4 separate regions of the Mus musculus genome follow, and all the other regions are linked to region 4. The links are chromatin contacts, called in public HiChIP or PLAC-seq maps. All regions are on one chromosome and are shown on one strand. Each heading gives the region's core, a stretch centred on a gene start, on an enhancer-like site or on the middle of the called end of the contact. The rest is flanking DNA. Distances are from core to core; before and after follow the strand shown.

Region 1 (3,184 bases), core at 277-2,776, 340 kb before region 4:
CAGAACAATGGGAAATCGAGTTTAAGAAATGCATAGCCAGGGACCTGGGGAGATGGCCCAGTGTCCTGAACAAAGAATGATCTGCAATCGCTGTGCTATTTTCAAGCAAGTTTGGTTTTTAGGTATACAGCAAACAGAAATGAAAGAAAGAGACAGCAAGCAGGAGGTAGTAGTTCATGAGATCAGACACTTACGTCATCCAGCAGAAAGCAACGGAGGAGACCTGGAGAGCAAAAACCAGCTAGTTGGAGCCTCTCTCTGACCCACAAAAAGGGTTCCAGGAAGAACGGCTTCTCTTAGGTAAGATGTCCAATGAACCATTCCCACCGTGGGCATCTTTATGTCAGGAAGGTCAGAGGGAATGATCAGCTGTGATCAAGGACACGGTGTGTTAACTCAGATACTCTCCTTCTGTCCTCCCGGACCTGGTATTTTTTACTCTTTGGGCCATTTTGCTACACTATTGCTTTCTCACAGAGCCAGCCAGGTAGCCCATCCCCAGCCAGGGGGTCTCTGGGACAATTTACAAGAAATATGCTTGGGTATTAAGTATGTGTGTGACTGGGGCACGGGGTGACAACCCTATGTCCACAACCAGCTTTTCAATGGACTTAAACAACACATAACAATTTATTACTATAATGCATATTATACTCAGCCAGTAAATTGCTTGGCATGCATGCATTAGGATGTGAGTTCAGATCCCTAGGACAAACATGAAAAGGCCAGGCGTGTCATCATATGTCTGTAATCCCAGCACTGGGAAAGCCAAAACTGGGGCTGGATAGCCAGCTAGTCTAACGACATCAGTGAGCTTCAGGCTGTGGGCACATGGAAGCTGTTAGCAAGGGACAGAGGACTGATGCTCTGCTGTAGACATAGGGAAGTCAACCAGGGAAGGAACTTTACATACTGGACAGTGGAAGATGGGCAGGAAAAGAACCACTGGCTCTGAGAAAGGAAAATGCTGATTGAAGGTACTTTTTCTTTTTCTTTTTCTTTTTCTTCTTGAGACATTTATCCCCACCTAGCCTTGAACTCTCTATGTAGCTGAGGATGACCTTGAACTTCTGGTCTTTTTATCCCCACATTCTGAGTACTAGGATTAAAGGCATATACTACCATGTTCTGTTTATGGAATGCTGGGGGTCGAACCCAGACCCTCTTACATTCAGGCAAGGCACCTGCCCCATTAAGCTTGACACCACCACCACCACCCCCCCACCTCCGGTCCCAAGACATCCTATTTAAGGGGAGATAATGGAAATTGTGTCTCTCCTCTAAGTCACCCGCTGAAAAGAACAATCCGAGATGAAGAAATTGAAGACTGAAGACTGAAAAGATGTGGTATGAACACCCAGAACAGCTAAACGACGCTTTCAAACGAGCTACTTAAAGCTGTAAAATAACGAATTGTCCACCAGGTGGCAGTGTCTAAGGAGGCTAGCGTATCCCATCAGCCTCGGCGCTCGGGGGTGGAAGAAGGCGTGGAGGTGACTCTCTGGCCTTCAAGGCCTCTACTCGCCTGTCCCGACTGACGTTGGGCAACAAAGATGGCGGCAGGAACCAGCAATTACTGGGAAGGTGAGGGCAAGGCCTCGGAGTGGGTTCCACCGGGTGCAGAGTGAACTTAATGAGGCTGGATCTTGAGGGAGGCAGCAGAGGGAAGAGCCAGGCTACGGAATGAGCCACACTTTGGGATGAGGTTGTCCAAGAGGAGCCCTGGGCCTGGGAACTTGGGGAAGGAGCTGGGGCGGAGTGAGCCGGACCTGGGAAGGGGTTGGGTCCGGGAGTGGAGGGAGCCGGGATGGAGAGGAAGAGGCGCCTGAGGCTCCAGATGGAAGTGTGTGAGGGGTAGTGAGGCTCTCCGGATGGGGCTGCGGGGACGAGCTCTTGGGAGGAGGGTGTTGAGCAACAATATCCAGAGCCCGGAAGACGAGCAGTCAGAACCTTGGAGTTGAGGTCACTGTCAGACAACTAGGAGTGAGGAGGGACTTGTCAGCGCCAGCCTTGCAGGGATATTTTAGTGGATGGTCGTCTCCTCCTGGACCCCAACTGGCAATTTGAGATTGAGACTTTAATGACGACTGGGTGACAGAATACTGAAAATAACTGTACCTTCTTCCCTGGACTCCAAGATCGGTTTTGTTAAAAATGATAGCAAAAAAAGGTTCTAATGAATACGTTTGCTGTTCGTCTCCCGCCAGGAAAACCTTCAGTTGTGCTTATTTAATTCCTGAAAGTCTGGTCCACTCAAGTGAGGTCACACAAAACCTTCCTAGTCCACAGTGATCCACAGAGATCAGAAATGGCCCACTTTGTTTCATTTAACCTTTTGCTTATTTAGTTTTTAAGCCTATTTCCTCTTTTTGTCCCATGAAGCCCCTGGGAAATATGGTATTGTCACCATCAGCCAGTAGATCTAAGGGACTGAATTTTATGTTCTGTCATGTTTTCAAAATACATTCTACTTTATGCTTTTCATTAGACTAAATAGATAAATAGAATTACAGAGAAACATGCCTATAGTTTAAAATGTGTATTTAAAATGCCCTTTGGAAATACTTGTCGTAGCTAGAATTTCTTTTTAAACTATGTAGATAGGAGTAGCTGCTATGATAGTCATTATTGATAGTCATTAGGCTGTGGGTTTTTGAAACACTATACTGTAATAATTAAAGCAATTAATATATTGACAATATATCTTTGTACCAGATGCTTTAAGCATGTATAGAAAAACTGAAAGCTTGAGGTTTTTAAATGAACTGGATCATCAGTAAATCTCAAAGACAATAGGTGGCTGAGCTGACGTTAGGAGTGGGATTTGGTCTCTGGGTAGATACACTCCACCATATAATTCTGCTTCCTGCCTTGGATTGCAAAATATAATGACACAGTGTCTTGATATTCTTTAGTCCTGAGACATTCTTACATTATTCCTTCCTGTGTTTACTCCTTTCATTTGAATTTCACCATGAACACACACACACACATACACATATATGCATGCATACATACATACATACGTACGTATGTACATACATATTGGGTTTCCAAGTATGGCTCCTTTCATTCAGCCGTTCAGAAACCAAGCTTCTACACCAGTTTATCTGTTTGCTTCTACTTTTAAAACATATGCTTTAAAAAAAAAAAAAAACCTGTCACATTTGTCTTGTTCAAAGTG
Region 2 (3,514 bases), core at 612-3,111, 410 kb after region 4:
TACAAGCAGACCAAACATCATACATATTAAAAAACAAGACAAGGAGCTGGAGAGATGGCCCAGTGGTTAAGAGCACCAACTGCTCTTCCAGAGGTCCTGAGTTCGATTCCCTACAACCACATGGTGGCTCACAACCATCTGTAATGGGATCTGATGCCTTCTTCTGGTGTGTCTGAAGACAGTTACAGTGTAAATAAATCTTAAAAAGAAAAAAAGATTTGTTAAAACAAAACAAAACAACAACAACAAACCCCAAAAACAACCAAACAAACCTTTTCCATTTCTTAGAATGAGCTTGAATTTGGGGTTTTCCAGCCTTCAAGAAGAGTAAGGTACACCCAACAAAATTATCCCTAAATGCAGTGACTTAAAATGACCTTATTAAGGGCTGGAGAGATGGCTTCGTGGTTAAGAGCACTACCTGTTATTCCAGGGGATCAGGGTTCAATTACCAGCACCCACATGGCAAATCACAACTGTCTCTAATTCTAGTTCCAGGGGATCCAGGACACACACACATACATACAGGCAAAGCATATATACTAAAACATTAAAAAACAACAACCTCAGCCAAATGGTGGTACACACCTTTGATCCCAGCACTCAGGAGGCAGAGGCAGGTGGATCTCTGAGTTCAAGACCAGCCTGGTCTACAGAGTCAGTTCCAGGACAGCCAAGGCTACACAGAGAAACACTGTCTGAAAAAATAAAAGCAAAGCAAAACAACAACAAACCCTACAAAAAAAACAACCTTAGTAAACTTAGGTTGGTGACCCAGGCCTGTAGTTCCAGCTCCTTGGGAGACTGAGGTGGAAAGATCACTTGAGTCCAAGAGTCTGAGGCAAGATCTTATCTCAAGCACAACAACTGAGGGGGAACTGGAGATGACTCAGTGGCTAAACACGTGCCCTGCAAGCACGAAGACCAGAGTTCACATCCCCAGCACCCACATAAAAGCTGGCAGGAGTGCTTGGCTCCGTGAGAGGTCCTGACTCAGGAAACTGAGTGGAATGCTGACTGAAGACTCGTGACGCCAACTTCTGGCCAACACAAGCACACACACTCACATACATGCATGCCTAGAAACATGCAAACATGCATACACATATACCCGCATGCCATACATGCAAACAGATGCAGTAAAAAATAAAACAATCATAAGCAGAAGAAATCACCACCACCTTTATGGTGATGTAATTTCTGTGGGCTGGGAACAGGGCACAGCCAGATGGCTACCTGTGGCCCTGGCTCTGCTTCTGGTCTCTAGGCTGTAACCAAGATACCAGCCACAGTTGTAGGCTTGGCTTTGGTGACTGATTTCCAGGCTCACCTTGTGACTGACAGTAGCCTTGGGTCCTTCTTGTTGGTGGTGAAGACATCAGCTCCTTTCCATAGGGGCCTCCCCTTGGGTGGCCAGCCACCAGGCAGTTAGTGTTCCCAAGAGCAGGAACCTTGAGAAAAAGAGAGCGTGTGGCTCGCCATAGTGCTACAGCCTACGTATATCTGACAGTCGTCAACAGACTTTGTTTTTAAATGTTTGTAAGTACACTCATCTATTTATATGTGTTACACACACAGGGTAGGGGGACAGAGAGTGTCTTGTGAGAGTTGGTTCTCTCCTACCAGATCTCGGGAATCAAACTCAGGTCTCGTGTTTGGCAGCAGGTGTCTTTACACACTGAGCTAAATTGCCCACCCCATTTTCTATTCTTTAGGCAGAGCCAAAGGTTTAGTCTGGGTTGAAGTGTGTGCTAGATGGAGGCAGAGGGCACTAGGGGACAACTACTACACAAGGCTGGAAAGCAGCGTCACCCTTAAGCTGTGCAAGGCCTTGATCCTAATACTGGTGTGTGGGTAAAGGGTCAGTCTCCTGAGCTGTGAGTCAGGGTGAGCTGGTATGGCTTGCCTTAAAGGTTGGGACACTCCCTCCACCCAGCCATCAAGCAGTCATTATCTGGACCCAGGCAGCAGAACATTGTTACTCTTTGGGAAATAGACTCCTGGCATTGGCCGAGGGTCAGTCACTCTGGAGTTAAGCATGCTATGCAAGCCCCTCCCACAACCATTGATCAAGCCTTCAAACAAACAAACAAACAAACCAATTCTAAAGAGCCCATGCTGTGATCCCAGTCCTTGGGAAGCAGAGGCAGGAGGATTGTGAGTTTGAGGACTGGTTGGACTGCATAAGAAAATGCAAACTAATAATCTCAATCTAAAATCTGAAACTGAAAATCTCAAACTAATAAAACAAACAGTCATTTGTTATGGGAAGGGCAGCAGATGAAGAATGTATTTGGCAGCTCTCTAGGGCACCACTCTCTCTTGATGTTCTAACATCTGTTCAGATCATGCAGTGGGGCCTCCCCTTCTCGGCCAGCCGACAATGCCTCCCCGAATTCTGCATCCATCCAGCACTCCATTCCCTTGACTGCCTAAGGTTCTCCCAGTGATGGACATATGACCCTTGCAAAGCTGGAAACAACAGTGGATGGGGACAGAGGAGTCAGGCTTTTTTCTTCACAGAACTATAAAGACATCAGAGGTTACCTTTGCTACCCTGTGACAGCCCAGTCTAAACCCGAAGCAAATACAGAGGTGATAGAGGGATGGTATGGATCGAGAGACATGACCTCCTGGATCCAACAGTGCCTGAAGCCACATCAACCCAGGACTGCTGATGGCCCTGTAAACTAGTCAGTCGCACGTCTTCATCTCAGCTAGTTCTCAGCCTGTTTCTCTATTTGCTGCCACTGGTGGAGTCCTCACCGATGCAGCCTAGGTGGTTTGAGCTGGAGACACTTTTGTCTTTGGGCAACATTAATCCTTACCCACGTCTTCTACATCTTACAGACTTCTAGAAGGCACCAGAACACAAGCAGGCAATTTCCCATCTGGGGAAAAAAAAAAAAAAAAACTCAACTCTCCCAAAACAGGACAGGAACTGAAGCAGAGGTCATGTAGAAGTCCTGCTTACTGGCTTGCTTGCTCCCCATGGTTTGCTCAGAATGTTTTTTGGGGGGTTGTTTGTTTGCTTTAATGGACTCAGTGACCACTTAACTTGGGGTGCTACCACCCACAATGGGCTGGGCCCTCTTATATCAATCACCAATCAAGAAGATGCCCCCACAGACTTGCCTACAGACCAGTCTTATGGAGGAAGATTCCTTCTTCCCAGATGATCCTACCTCTGTCAAGTTACGATAACTAGCCAACACCTTTGGCTCACACCTGTAGTCCCAGTGCTTGAGAGACAAAAGCAGGAGTGAGTTCAAGGTCAGCCTGCATAATGGAAGACAAGGCAAAACAAAACAAAAAAAAAAAAGGAAAAATGCCAGGGAATAATGAACTAAAACAAACTACAAGCAAAACCCATAGGACCTGGAATTGGTTTCTCTGGGGAGGGTGACATTTGTCAGCCTGGGCCTTGAAGGAATGGAGACAGGCATATTCTGTCATGTTTGGTCTTGTCTACTCAAAACCATTTTAATGTCTGGGAAGCAAGTGAAAGCATCCT
Region 3 (3,369 bases), core at 89-2,588, 490 kb before region 4:
GCTACACCCTTATCTGGAATCCATGGGCACTCCACTTACTTGTACACACACACGTACACACACACACACACACACACACACACACACACACACACACGTAATTAAAAAATTTTTTAAATTAAAAGAATGAAGTTCAAAAGGAGGAAACATAATAATGACAGGTGTCCTCGTTGATGGAAAGGCTGAGAAAGGAGTGACCATTACTGTCCTTTTCCACTGGAACTTGATCTCAAGTCAATCTGCAATTCTCAAGGAATTGTTTTATGTCCAAGTGTCAGGGGCGCAGGAACGGGGGCTGCTTCTGAGGCCAGGGATTTCATGTCCAGAGCAGGCTCATATCCATTGTACCAGGAGGCCTCGTATTACTACTGACTGTTTTCTCTGCAGTGAAAGGCAATGTCTCTGACTGCAGCGTCCGTTTATGATGCTGCTGTGCATGTGCATGCAGTGGTCTTTGTGCCAGTGTACAAGGCCACTGAATTATATGGGTGAAGAAACGCTCTCCTGATGACCTGCAATTCTCAAGGAATTGCTTTATGTTCTAGAACATAGCATGATTCATAATTTTGCTAGGTGGGGCAAAGGCATTAACTTTCAGTCCTTGTCAGCTCTTTCCTACATTTACCTAAAGCATGTGGGAATCGGAATTGTCAAAATAATGTAAATACTCTAAAGCTCTCCCAATCCAGCCTCCTTGTTTTCCAAATGCCCAGAGTGGGGGAAGGGGAGGAGAAAGGGTTGCCCTAGACAGCGCAGTCAAGACCAGAACTACCTCACTCTGTTGTTGCCCTATTTTGTTTTTATACATTCTAGGCTTCTACTTAATGGTCTAAGCATCCGATTTATCCATAGTCATACGTTGTCCTTGTAGCGTCTCATCAGGGCTTCCAGATTCTGCTTGGAGAAATCCTGTGTGAAGCCAGATCATTCTCCACCCCGCCCCCAGCCCCCTCTCCCACTCCCCTTTCTAGCATATTTATTGCATTAGACACATTCTGAAGAGGGGAGAGGCGGAGTCTCTTGTGTAGGATGTAAAGCACACCATATTTAATTCCAAATATTTCAAAACACCAAGAAACAAACCAGAAAAGAAATTTCTTTCAAGTTAGAGGTGGATTGTTGGAGAGATCCTAAAGATGTTTCTGGGCAGTGCTGCCTCTTGCTGGATTTATCTCAGTTGTAGGAGAGAGAGAAGCATAAATTCTTATGGGGGAAAAAAAAAAAAAAAAAAAAAACACCAGGAAGGAAAGACTGGAAGTGGAGGGCGTCATCTCTGAACAGTAAGTGCGCTGCAGTTTGAGGTTGATACTATGGCTTGAGTACATGCTGACTCATCAGGCACACGGATAGAGCTATGCAAATGACTCCGGATGCTGAGGGAGGCACCGTCCAGCTATCCAGCCCCAGTCCGTGCCCTTTGCACACACGCTCCGCACCACACATCAGCTTTATGACAGTGTCAGCTGTGTGGAGATAAGAAAAACGAGGACATATGCTAAAATCTTCATGGTACAAAATTTATTCCACTTGAAGGAATGTCTTACATTCTGAGATTAGGTGTTCCCTCCTTTAGTCCCAAAACATTAATGAGATGACACTGAACACAAGAGACAGTTTGCATCTTTATTGGCTCCCTGGCATCTTAGAAACATCATTGTTCTATATTGGTCTCTGCTTCGAGTCTCACCTACTGCACTGATTTAGAGCATCCAAATGTCAGTTAATCTCCCATGTAGAAAACTATAAATCAAATAGTAAGTGGTTACCGATCTACTAGGAATATATTGAAAAATAATTAACATACTTCAGGAGTGACCTTACCAAAATCTTTCTATTCTGAACCCTTGCCCATTACACAGATCCATAAGTAGATCAAATTGGTCATAACAACTGTTTAGTAATTAACTAAATACTTCTTCACAACCTCTGACAATTTGACAGGAGTGAATTTAAAAATGGCAATAAATACAGACGACATTATACAAATCGAGATGGTCTTGATGCAAAACTCTTCCCGTGTTAGGTGGCAGCTCCGCTTTTTTTGTTTGTTTGTTTTATCTGAAATGAATCAAGAAATTAATTCAAATAATGATTGTAGCAATAAGAAGAAATTCAACACAAAATCCATTCTCTACAGCAGTAGGCCTCTGTTTGCTCTACAGGACCTACTTGCCATGCGCTGGCTAAAGGAACGCTGCGCAGAGGAAGCAGCATACAGGATGCAGGGCTTGCTGTGGGAACATGGTACAGCCTTGGCTCCTACCAGGACAAGCTCCCTCAGTCACTTGTGTGGCAATGCAGTTGTGCAAGCCCTGGCTAAACCTGCTTAGAGAATAGGCAGAAAGCCCCAAGGTGTTCCCTGCTCTGAGCAACCTTCCCGACTCTTCCTCTAAAGTGGAGGCGGGTTTCTCTCCACTCTGTGTTCTCCTCTGAACCCCTCTCCAGGGCCTCCCATCTCTGAAGGGGATTGCCTGGGATGGGCATTCTCTGTGGCTCATTGCTTAAGGAACTGATCCTCCCACCCCCACCCTCACCCCCAAACCCCCAGGCCCCACCCCCTACTGCCATCTCTGCCAGAGAGCACTTACAGAGCTGTTTCTGAATTCGGGTCATTCTTTTTCCCACAGAGCTAAAAGGCAAGCACAGGGTACATGTGAATTTACCTCCTTTTCCAAGGTCAGGAGTGAGCATTTTGAATGCATCAGCGTGGCTTTGGGTGCTGTGGAGCTAGAGTGCAGCCTTCTGTGTGGGCTCAGCTCATTTTCTTTGATTGTGTGGATAGATCTTTATTGAACTTTGAGAAGCTATAAGTCTTAATCAGGATGTTTCTAGGGCTCACAGGTCATATATACAATAGATAGATAGATAGATAGATAGATAGATAGATAGATAGATAGATAGATAGATAGATAGATAAAGATAAGTCAGTGTGTGTGTGTACATGGTGGAGGAGTGTCATGCCTTAGTCTATGTGTTGAGAACAGAAGACAACTTGCAGGTGTCCATTTTTTTCCTTATATGGGCTCCAGGATTTGAACTCAGGTCATCAGGCTTGGTCACAGTGCCCTTACCTACTAAGCAATCTTCTCTGTCCAGTTTGTTCTCTCCTTTTCCCTCTCCTTCCCTCTCCCCTCCCCCTCCCTCCTCCTCCTCCTCTTTTCCCTCCTCCTTCTCCTTTTTCTCCTCTCTCTCTCTCTCTCTCTCTCTCTCTCTCTCTCTCTCTCTCTCCTCCTTCCTTCCTTCCTTCCTCTTCTTCCTCCCTCCCTCCCATTCTTTCTTTCTCTGGAAAAATGTTTTGGACTAGAATAGAGGGTGGGGCAAGTTTCTTCTTGGGAAACATTGTTGCCCCAAATCAGATCTAGTTACTGT
Region 4 (3,375 bases), core at 524-3,023:
AGAGGTGGAGAAGAGGGGCATTGAGGAGGTTGGCATCTACAGGATATCAGGGGTGGCCACGGACATCCAGGCCCTGAAGGCTGTCTTTGATGCCAGTGAGTAGAGAGGCCCAGCGGGTATGGGTGGTACCTGAGCAGCTGGTGGAGAGGGAGAAGCCTTGGCCAGTGCCCTGTAATTTGTTGTGGCACGAAGGAGGCTGTTTCTGAGTCCCCTGACAAGTTACATGTCCTGGGTCTTGTCACTTAGGTCTCCCTCATGTTTCTTAACCACTGCTACAATGAGGATGGCATTCAGAGAGGTCAGGTCACTCGTTCTGGGTTACCCAACTTGCACGTTTCTGTTCCTGAACTTAAATTGAGACCTTTTGACTCCATAGTATACATTGCTGGCTCAGACTTCTTCCTCCCTGCTGTCTTCGGGCCCTGTTACCATGTGGCAGGTCTCTTCTGTGGCGGGTCCTGGCCCTCAGTTTCCCCTCTTCTATCAGGCTGGGTCGGGCTAAGGCACTGGTATTATATCCAGCGTTCAGGATGCTTGAGCTAGGCAGGCAGCCATGATGAGTCCACGTAGGGTGAGGGTAGGCTAGGGGCTGGGAACATGATGATATATGGCTCCCTAGACCACGTAATTAGGTGTGTGCTATGTGGGGTGGGTATCACTCTGGTACTCTGAGCAACTCATTATGTCCCTCCTTTCTTCTGAGAAGTCACAGCAGATAGACTCTAACCTGTCCCTTGATGCCCTTGCCCACAGATAGCATCTGCATTGACATATGGTAGAGCTTGTGGGCACCATGTATACCCTACCTTCCTAAGGGGAGGCAGTAAAGGAGTGCAGTGCGTAGAGGTTCGAGGGACAGATATGAGGGACGGAAACAGTACTTAGGGCTGCCCCTGAGATGTCTCGGAGGTGAGTGTAGCCTCTGACCTTGCCCCCTCCTGTACAGATAACAAGGACATCCTACTGATGCTGAGCGACATGGACATCAACGCCATCGCTGGGACCCTCAAGCTATACTTTCGGGAGCTGCCTGAGCCCCTCCTTACAGATAGACTTTATCCAGCCTTCATGGAGGGCATTGGTGAGGCTTCTGCAGTCTTGAGGGTTGGTTGGGCTGAGTCTCCTAGACTGGTAACATGAAAAGCAGGAGGAAATGCCCCAGGCATTCCTGCCAGTGGCTTGTCCAGAGCAGTCTTGTTCTTGTGACTGAAGGACCTGAGAATGAAGTGCAGCCTGCTGAGGCTGGGCCCTTTTACCTGTCCCGCTGTCCATGTGTCCCTTTTGTGACTCCCCCTTACACACTGATCCTGGAGACACAGGCATTTATGGAAGAAGGCCCTGAGCTGGCAGGGCCTAGAGCTAGGGAAGAAGCTGGTTAAAGCTGTAGTTTACTGGGGACAGCTGTTCTGAGCCCCACGGAGTGGCTCTCCTCATTGCCTAGGTACTTGCCAGTGGAGCTCCTGTGACCACCTACAAGGGCCACTTCCAGGCCTGGCACAGTGCTCCCTTCTTCTCCTGAGGCAGATAAGACTTGAGACCCTGTAGAGAATGTGAAGCCTAGGGGAGGCTGTTCAGTATAGGCCAGCTTCAGAGCTGTTTGACAGAGAACATCCCCACCCCTAGTAATAACTTGTGACTAGTGGATTAAACTAGCATGGAGTTTGGGTTGGGTGAACCGGGGTAATGGTCAGTGAGAAGGGAAGGGAGAGGCTGCTCCCTCAGCCTACCTTCTAGCCACGTTATGAGTCATGGTTGGGCATCCTAGGGAAACCCACTGTTGACAGGCCACACACAGGTCAGGCCTTCTCTCTGTGGTCCAGGCTTCTGGCCTTCCAGGCAGGCCCTGCCCTAGCCCTTTCTCCTCCTGCAGCCCTGTCAGACCCTGCTGCCAAGGAGAACTGCATGATGCACCTACTCCGCTCCCTGCCTGACCCCAACCTCATCACCTTCCTTTTCCTGCTGGAACACTTGAAAAGGTAAGGAGGAGAGGCAGGGCCCAGCCCAGAGCAGCTTCCTGTCCTGTCCCACCAGACCGATCGTCTCAGCTCCACCTCCTGGGTCCTGGCCTGTGCTAGGCCACCCGCAGCAGGCTGAGCGCTTGTTTCTCCCTGTCCTGAGCTCACAATTGGTTGTTGGGAAACTGGCTCCTAATTGCAGTATAAAATAATTGGCCATGGTACCATAGCACATGCCTGTGGTCAAGATGCTGAAGCAGGGGGATTGCTTGAACAATCAAGAACTAGCTTGGGAAACATAAGGAGACTCTCGTAGAATGGTGGGGTGAACCAAAGGGCCTCAGGTGGGTTTAATCTGTGGGCCCCAAAAGCAGCCATTTATTTAGTTAGTACAACTTTTTGTTCTGTTTACATTTATTTATTGTGTGCATGCGTGTATGCATGTGTGGTTCGCATGTGGAGATTGTAGAAGTCGACTCTATTATGTAGCTTCTGAGGGCTGGACTCAGGGTGTCAGAATTGGCAGTAAGGGCCTTTAGCCACTGAGCCGTCCTGCTAGCCCAGTGCAGCATTTTTTAAGTGAAATAGAAAGGGTAGCAGAAGGGTGAGCTCCAGGCAAAAAGATTGCTTTATTCCATTACCTGTCCATGTGTCCTGGGTTGTTACATCATCTGATGTGTTCATTATGAGTCAGTTAAGAATTTGAAGCCTACTGGTCTTGGCCCATACATTATGAAACAGGGAAACTGAGACCCTAAGCCCAGCAGGGACTTGCTTGGCTTAGCTGTAAAATTGTACTTAATGCCCACAAGTCCTAAACTAAGGCCCTTCTCACCTTCCCTTGCCCCTCCTATGGTCAGGGCAAACCAGAGCTGTTAAGCTGACATCACTATTTAGTACTGAACTTAGTACCAGCCTGTCCTCATCACTTACTTTTTAGCCCAGGACTAATTACAGACACCAGTTGGAAGGAGGTCACTTGGTATTCCTTAAATCCACTTGCTACCATGGGCCAGCGCCTCTGAGCTCATCCCCTCATCTGGGTGCTGGCTGTGGTTCAGGCAGGCCAGGCTCTGGAGGGCGCCAGTGGGGACCTAGTCACAGCTGGCGCTGGAGTCTTGTTTTTCTCATCTTGAGACAATGTCCCTCCCTCTGGTTTGGCCAGGACCAAAGTCCCAACCAACTAGTTTGGTGAACATTGTGAGAGGACATGCTGAGGAGGAATGGGAAGGGAAAAAATGCATTAGGTTTTCCATCCTGGGAACTGGGCCCGTGTGTGTGTGTGTGTGTGTGTGTGTGTGTGTGTGTGTGTGTGTGTGTGTGTACACGAGGTAGAGGCTAGCCAGCTGCACAGCTGTCTGCTGGCACTACATTTGCCTGTTTCCAAAGTAGTCAGCAGGCACATTTGTGACTCTCCTGG

The links. HiChIP or PLAC-seq counts read pairs in DNA pulled down with a chosen protein or histone mark.
Region 1: an HNF4G HiChIP or PLAC-seq map of pancreatic cancer cells shows a contact between it and region 4. The contact joins the promoter of Gosr1 here to the enhancer-like site in region 4. A contact is called at or near these places in 4 of 39 promoter capture datasets (embryonic stem cells, hippocampal neurons and liver) and 1 of 115 datasets of contacts at active chromatin or transcription factors (pancreatic cancer cells).
Region 2: an HNF4G HiChIP or PLAC-seq map of pancreatic cancer cells shows a contact between it and region 4. The contact joins two enhancer-like sites. A contact is called at or near these places in 3 of 115 datasets of contacts at active chromatin or transcription factors (embryonic stem cells, pancreatic cancer cells and stem cell-derived neural progenitor cells) and 1 of 9 other capture datasets (adipose tissue).
Region 3: a contact with region 4 is called in an HNF4G HiChIP or PLAC-seq map of pancreatic cancer cells. The contact joins two enhancer-like sites. A contact is called at or near these places in 5 of 39 promoter capture datasets (embryonic stem cells, hippocampal neurons, liver and 1 more) and 1 of 115 datasets of contacts at active chromatin or transcription factors (pancreatic cancer cells).

What each region holds. Positions count from the first base shown.
Region 1 is chr11:76,761,920-76,765,103 of GRCm38.p6, reverse strand. Gosr1 (golgi SNAP receptor complex member 1) reads left to right here and starts at 1,526. Exons shown (of 9, transcript NM_016810.4): 1 at 1,526-1,584. The coding sequence starts at 1,554.
Region 2 is chr11:76,006,703-76,010,216 of GRCm38.p6, reverse strand. No RefSeq gene overlaps it. Among named protein-coding and RNA genes, the nearest start is that of 1700016K19Rik, 8.5 kb to the right of the region's middle. Within about 2 kb of position 1,861, at least 15 of the 459 cell types and tissues checked have an H3K27ac peak or open chromatin away from gene starts, as enhancers often do. A contact at or near this core is called in pancreatic cancer cells, where this site is marked.
Region 3 is chr11:76,914,715-76,918,083 of GRCm38.p6, reverse strand. It overlaps Tmigd1 (transmembrane and immunoglobulin domain containing 1), which reads right to left. Exons shown (of 7, transcript NM_025655.3): 6 at 2,589-2,629; 7 at 1,497-2,058. The coding sequence ends at 2,055. Among named protein-coding and RNA genes, the nearest start is that of Tmigd1, 14 kb to the right of the region's middle. Within about 2 kb of position 1,338, at least 65 of the 459 cell types and tissues checked have an H3K27ac peak or open chromatin away from gene starts, as enhancers often do. A contact at or near this core is called in pancreatic cancer cells, where this site is marked.
Region 4 is chr11:76,420,754-76,424,128 of GRCm38.p6, reverse strand. Abr (active BCR-related gene) reads left to right here. Exons shown (of 23, transcript NM_198895.2): 19 at 1-95; 20 at 947-1,081; 21 at 1,871-1,976. Among named protein-coding and RNA genes, the nearest start is that of Timm22, 15 kb to the right of the region's middle. Within about 2 kb of position 1,773, at least 14 of the 459 cell types and tissues checked have an H3K27ac peak or open chromatin away from gene starts, as enhancers often do. A contact at or near this core is called in pancreatic cancer cells, where this site is marked.